2 separate regions of the Drosophila melanogaster genome follow, and region 1 is linked to region 2. Evidence: chromatin contacts called from public Hi-C data. All regions are on one chromosome and are shown on one strand. The core of a region is the stretch at or near the end of the contact, and the rest is flanking DNA. Distances in the headings are between cores, read along the strand shown. Region 1 holds the start of CG10479. Region 2 holds the start of vn (vein).

The links. Hi-C and Micro-C count contacts between places; a contact is called where the count stands out from the background.
Region 1: a contact with region 2 is called in a Hi-C map of the Kc167 cell line, with 3 times the contacts expected there. A contact is called at or near these places in 4 of 107 Hi-C or Micro-C datasets (the Kc167 cell line, cellular blastoderm embryo and embryonic neurons).

What each region holds. Positions count from the first base shown.
Region 1 is chr3L:5,973,876-5,977,427 of dm6, forward strand. It overlaps CG10479, which reads right to left and starts at 2,132. Exons shown (of 3, transcript NM_139749.3): 1 at 1,770-2,132. The coding sequence starts at 1,862.
Region 2 is chr3L:5,843,437-5,847,057 of dm6, forward strand. It overlaps vn (vein), which reads right to left and starts at 2,228. Exons shown (of 6, transcript NM_001014565.2): 1 at 1-2,228. The coding sequence starts at 122.

The DNA.
Region 1 (3,552 bases), core at 882-3,381, 130 kb after region 2:
ATATGTGAATTTGTCGGTGCTGCAGTTCGTGACGATTCCTGTTTTGTATCTTTGACCCGCGCTAGATACGCGAGATGTCTTTTATCTGTTGCGAACCGGCTAATTGAAATCGTTTGTCAGCACAGCCAGTTGGCTCTGTAAACAGAGTGTGTCTGGTAATAGATTTTGATAACGGATGCGGTGGGGTTTTCGGGGAGGTGTCGAGCGATTTATACTCGGAGATCTAAGGGATATAAGAGGGCGCATTCCTGCACTTTTCAGCTTGAAAAAGTCTTTTGTGGGCCTCGAGTCTTCTTGGTAAAACAACTCCCGTTGCGGCCACACCCAGACTTCCCGTTTCAAAAGACAATCCTTTTGGGAGCCAAAACAACCAACACCTACACCTAAAATTGAATGCGAGACGAAGAAGATAGATTTTCATAGATCAAAACAAAGAGAATCCGAAGAGACGAGATACAGAAGGCGATGGGTGTCAATTCCAGTGAAAAATGACTGGATGAAAAATGCAAAGGTCGGCATAAAAGGAGGCGGGGGCAAAACGCAAACTGTCATTCAGTTTAAAATTACAAACTTTTCTCTCTCTACTCTCCTCGTCGTGGTTCTTTTAAACAAATATTTTGATAAATGCTGCTCAGATGTCGGAGCATTGTTACGAATGCTATTGTATCTGTGAGTGTGTGTGCAGCAACTACGGATGCCAAGTCAAATAAGCAGATTAGTGAAGCAAAGTAGCTGCGGTCTTGAAGGAAAGTTGACTTTGCATTCAGGTAGCTGAAAAGGCAGTTTGTCTTAATTAAGCTATCGCCATAGGGCCTATCGCCTTTCGGGCATCGCGGCTAGACGATAAAGCCTAGTTAGCGCTTATCTGGAATCAAAAACAAATAACATATGCGCCTTGTTTGCATATAGAAATGCATTTTGTCAAATCAAATCAATCACTATCTTTATGAGGCCAACATATGTTTTGATTTCAATTCCCGAATCGGGCAACGTTGCTGTTTGTTCTACTTATCGCCAGAAATCAGGCTGCATTTACAATTTGATTTATTTGAATTCAGATTTACGCTCGGCTTAGGTCGCCAACTATCGCCACCCCCTCTATTCGAACGCCCTCTGTTTGCATATATATGTGTATACTTTGATTTAGTTTTTATGCAAATCATATTTATTTGGCCCTATGTGATTTAGTGTTCCACTGATTTACGTCGACAGTCGAGTTTATTATGCTGCGCTGTCGTTGTTCTTGTTGTATCTGCGTTGTGTGGCCGAGCTGTTGTTCGTGGTATCTGTGACACTAAATCATTTTAATTGTTGTCGTTCGTGTTTTGAATACGGCCATGCCCCGTTTCCGCCCCTCCGCCGGTCGACGTGGCGGGGAGTTCACTGTAGATAGTGCTAAGTGTGCGTGGGTGGTTGTCCAAAGAGGTATTTCGATGGTGTGTGGGGAGTGTGAAATGTGCATAGACTGTTAGATTCTACAGAGATCAGCTTGAGTCATCAAGGGCATGGATATTTATAGAGAGGTATTGGGACTGCGGAAGAACTTTCTCATGGAACTTGAAAGGATTCTAAAGTATGTTTAATGCATCCGCTTGTATATCTTTAACATATGTGAATACTGCGGTGCGTAGTCGAAAGCTATTATTTATTTATAATTAGCCTGCCTAAAGGACCAAAAAAGTCATAAATCTCAACTAAAATACATAACTGTTCTTTAAGGGGCTCGGTACTTTAGGTGTCTTAAGACTTGCATTATATCTGAATCTTACCATTTTGTTCTTTTGCTGAGTATCCTTTTTGCTGGTGTTTTTGTTGATGCCATCCGTGGCGCCAAAGCGATTGTATTGGAACAGGCGACCCATTTTCTTAAGATGTGAAGATAACTCTTCGGATTTGTTTACACTTTGCTCTTTAAACACAAGCACAATATGCTAAAGTCGTAATTTCAAGAACTTTATGCGCCCTTCACGAGTGTTCAATAACTTAGCGCGTAAATGGTATTTGAATTGCAGTCGAAGTCCGGCGAGTGTTGAGTTTCGGTTATGGGTTCGTTTCGAATTCGAATCCGTACTCGGATTTTGAGTCCCGGGAGCGATACGAGCGATCGGTTCGAAGTGCGCAGAGGGAATGAAATCCACGGGGCGACTGCATCGAAAAAGTACAACGGAAAATGAGCACGAGACGCAGAGCAGAGCGTGGAACCAGAAGCAGAAGAAGAAGAAGAAGTGGTGTGGTGCGGCGTGTTGGTCGGGCGGGGGTGAGTGTAACAGGGAGAGAGAGTGAAAGGAGAGAGAGCGGCAGAAAGGCAGGGAACGAGGGCAGCAACAGCCGCTGAGATACAAATACAAATTTCATGACGGGCAAGCCGGCGTTGTTCATGCATTTACCGCTAGTTCATTCTATGCCTCTCTCATTCGCTGTGCCTGTGTGAGTTGGTTTTTCTTCATTTGACGTACTCAAAGCACTCATACACACAAACACACACAAGCAGTGGAACACTCAAAACAGCAACAGCGCAAATAGAAGTAGAAACCGGAAAGTGAGACAAGTCGACTTTGAGATACCTGGTAAAGTGCTGCCTACTTCCAGGCGTTTAAACACCATATCGCTATTTAGAAAACGTTATTTCACATTATTCAGAAAAAAAATGTTATATTAGTAATGGAATAAATTTAGGAAACCTTTAGAGTTAAAAATGTCATTCCCCTTATGTCGATACAATGCAGTATACCCGTCTGCTCTATTAATACCGGGTATAAAAACCACGCCAACAAAAAGCGAAATGAGAAAAATTTACTACAACCAACGGAAACTACACTGAAACAAAAAGAAGCAGCGAAAAGAAAGACGAGACAAGGCTGTTTTGGGCAGCGGGCAAAGTGAATGAAATGGAAATGGAATGAAATGCGAGTTTGAGTGACTGACGGACTGACGATGAACCTTGAGGGTAGGAAAGTCAGTCAGTCAGTCATTCATTCATTCGGTGTGCGAGTGAGTGAGTTGGTGAGCGGACGAGCGGGCAAGTGAGTGGGTCTGTCACTCCTCAACAAGTTGAGTCCCCCCAGTGGGTGGCTTGGGTGGTTGTTTGGTTGCAGGGGGTGGCGCCTTTGCTCCATGAGGCGAAAAGGGGAGGGGTGCTGAAGACGGAGCGGGGAATTTGGCCCGCTGGCGAGTCATTCATTTTGGACAGCAAGGAAGCAGCAGTAGAATCAGGAGCAGATTCCGATTCAGATTCCGAATCAGCATCAGAAGCGGCAGCAGTGGCAGCAAAAAGCGACAGAAGCCCAGCAGAGTTTTGACTCTTCATTTCACTATTGACAGATAGCGTTCTTATAGCTATGATCAAATTTATAACGAAATTGTAATAACGAATAAAGATCATTAAATTTGATCTTATCCTGGCCACAAAAGACAGGCCACCATAAAGAACTTAAATAATTTTTGCTGATGAATTACAGATTTGTGTTTAAAGAGAATATTACTTATTAAAAAGGTTGAAAAATCTTCATTAATGAAGTTAAATCACTTATTTCGTTTTGTTATCCCATTTAA
Region 2 (3,621 bases), core at 978-3,477:
GTCGCCGACGACGACAACACACATGTGTTTAGTAGCAACATGTAGCTGATAATTAGCAATATCAATGGCATTAGTTGCTTTTTTGTTTTTAGACTCCATTTGCGCAAATGTTGCGCATACATGGCGTCCTCCAAAGTTGTTGCTGCTATTGCCCCGACTTTATGTACAAAATCTCGATAGCGAGTGTTGCTGCTGCGCTTTGCTGCTGCTGCTGCGTATTGCTGCGTGATGCTGCTGCTGCTGCTGCTGCTGCTGCTGCTGCTGCTGCTGGGGGGTTGGTGTGTCCTTTGTCCTTGCAATTTGCCTAAACGTGACAAATGTAAAATTCGCTGCCTCGTCGTTGTGGCTTGTCGTATTTCCGTTTATCCTGCAAATACTTTCGATAGTTTCGTAGCATTTTGAGCGACAGCAGGGGCAAGAGAGAGACGGACTGTTCGAGAGCGAGAGAGAGGGGGATAGTGTATTTCGGACTGGTCTAACACACTGTATGCCTAGCATTAATTTATGAACACTTTGCCGCACTCGATTGTTGCTGTTGCTTTTGATGTTGCTGCTGCTGCTGTTGCTGTTGCTGCTTATTTTGGTGACTCATTTTTGTTATCTGAACAGAATTTCGCCGCGTTTCACTTGAGCGATCGCTAGGAGTCGACGCACGGCCACGCCCCGCTGCACGCCCCCCCCCAAAATTGGACGGGCCTAAGGTCGCGTGGCGTTTGATTTTTCCCCCACTTTTTTCGTAGCGCTTTTCTTCACGAGGCTTTTCACGCGCGCGATCGTTTCGTATCGCCTCGATTCGGGTTCGGATTCGTATTTGTATTCGTATTCGTTTGTGGGGCTCGGATATTCGTACTCGTATTCGTACTCGTATTCGGCTTTAACTTCGGCTGCCGCTCCTGCTGCTGCTGTTGCGTTTGCTGCTCTTGTAATTGTAATCCTCGGCGCCAGATATACGATAATGTTTGTCTGGCCGTATACGCGATCTCTCGCCTATATAGCCGTAGTCGCACCCGTAGTCGTAGCCGTAGTCTGATTCACGAGTCGTCTTTTCTGGCACACACACCGCTGCAGATCTCTGATCTCTGATGACGACGACGACGATGATGATGGGGATGGCGATGATGATGATGATGATGGTGGATATTGGACGGCGGATGGTGTACGGCGATGATGATGTGCGATATAGCAGACGCGGACACTCTCGCGTATCTCACGGATACGGATACACGGACGGGGCACACACAACACACACGTCTTCTAATTTTAGACAAAAGTAATTATAAAAGAAAAAACAGAGCAGAGTGCGCCGCGTTCAGCTTATACGCATATATATCTTCTACTTTGGCTTTGGCTAGATATATGTGCAATACATATATACCCGCATCTGCTGATGTATTTGTGCACCTTTTCGATGTCTGCGTGCTCACTAGCCGATTATATAGAAAAGTCGTCGCAACAGTCGGCTCTAGATAAATATATATATTTTTTGTGCATATATATATGCAACATGGGAACGCACACAATCACACGCGCTGGCACGAGAAGCGATCGTTTTTGTTTTATATATCTGTGCGTATATATATGTCTATGTGATAAGTACATATACCAAGTGCAGGCAGAAGTTGTTGCTTCAGGAGAGCCAAAATCTATGAAGATGCCCCGGCTGTTGTTGCACTGTTGTTGTTTTTATTATTATAGTTGCCACTGCTGTTTTTTTTTTATTTCATTCATTCCGCAAAAAGTCCGCTTTGCCGGGGAAAATCAGCAATTGCACACGCTTAATGAAACCGAAAGTCCTTTTACACGTTCGATCGATTTGTGTTGTTCGATTTGCTTGGTGGGTCACTTCGGTTACTCCAGCTGATGAAATTCGCTGGGAACTTTTATTCTTGAATATTAATAAATCAACGATTTTTCACACAGAATTTCACTGATTTCAAAACACTCCACTCGGATCTGCAGTTGTCTGGCTGATCTTTTATCAACGCCCTCAGTGAGTATCTGAACAATAATAATATTTGGCTATCTTACGGATTGCCGACAATCGCGCGCCCGTTCCGTTGCCGTCGAATGGTTTCTGCGGACTGTCGGTGGAAACTAACTGATTGTGTATGTTGGTTTAAAATTATTCTTTTCTCTGCTCCTAACACAGGCGGAATTTCGTATAATTCTTTTTTTATTTGGACGAACTCGCTCTACGGAGCGGCACAGGTCTGCTCGATTTGACGCCGCGAAAACGACTCAAACGTATCTCACCGATGCAGAGCAGAGTTGTAGCATTCACAACGTATCTCACGGATACAACTCAAACGTATCTCACGACTCAAACGTATCTCACTGGTCGGAATTTGTTCGACTGCGTTCGGCCGTGTTCGAATATCTTCGGCACGCTCATTTCGCTCAAACGTTGAGTGTTTTCTCCAACGTTTTCTTCTCACAGCAACGCCAGCATTTTCTCAACCCTGCAGTTTTCTCTCAACAATTTCGGGTGATCCAATTCATTACTTTATATCAATTACTTAAAGGCGATTTGTGGTTAACAATTGGGATATTTAATATGGAACATCAAGGAGGGCACGAGACCTTTACTTATTCGTCTCTAAAAGTATGCTTCACAATATGCTAATTTCTTTAGAGATTGCTCTAAAATTCTTTAAGTCTATAATGTCCTTTTTTTTTCAAATTTAGGGTATTAAAATATATTTTGTAAATCCGATTTACTCTCTCGCTCTCTCGAAAAATCCCTCTATTCCTCTGCTGCAAGGATAATTTCTTACCGTAATAAGTCGATACGATATATGCTAGAAAAACAACGTATTAAAAAAATATCGTCGTTACTCGTTAAAATGAAAACCGAACTAGGAGGGAAATCGAACCCGTTGACGATTAAATAGGTGTCTAACGACAATATTATCAATCCAATAGATAAAAATAGATAAGAGGACAGTTGTCATTGGCTTTTGCTCCGATTTCCAATAAGTTACTCATAATCGTCGAGCTTCTGATAGGCTGCTATAAATGAGTTCCAGTCTGAGGGTCTTTAAAAATTATTGCTCATACGCAAAAAGTTCAAGTCCTAGCTCAATGAGTCATTCCAAGTAATTGAATGAATGATGTGCGCTTATGCTGCATTTGAATAAGTTAAATGTACTGTCGGCGATCTTATCTAGTTCAAGAAAGTTTGGATTCATAACTAATCTTAGTTATCATTACAGAGCTGTAACTTTTTAACAATTTGCCTAAAAGCAATGAGCAATTTGTTAACAAAATTGTGAGCAAGAGACATAATTTTTTCTATTTATTGCTAATCGATCGATCACAATATGAGACCCTTACATAACTCGTCAATCTTAATTTAGTTTTGCTTTCATCCAACAGCTCTTAACTCAACGCTTTCGTTTGTTTTGACTACGGTTCCGGATTTCCTCCCGTTTTTGATATTTTCTTATGATGACTGCGGCGGCGAGTTGTCGTTCTTCTGGGGGCTCAGCTTTTTTCCCATGATTATTTGCTTTATTGTCAAATGTCAAGCCCACAACAGCGACTACAGAAAAAACAAAATGCGGCAGGTGATTCCGTCCAGCGCTTGGAAGTCGTGTAAACTTAACGTTTTTTTTTTTTTTT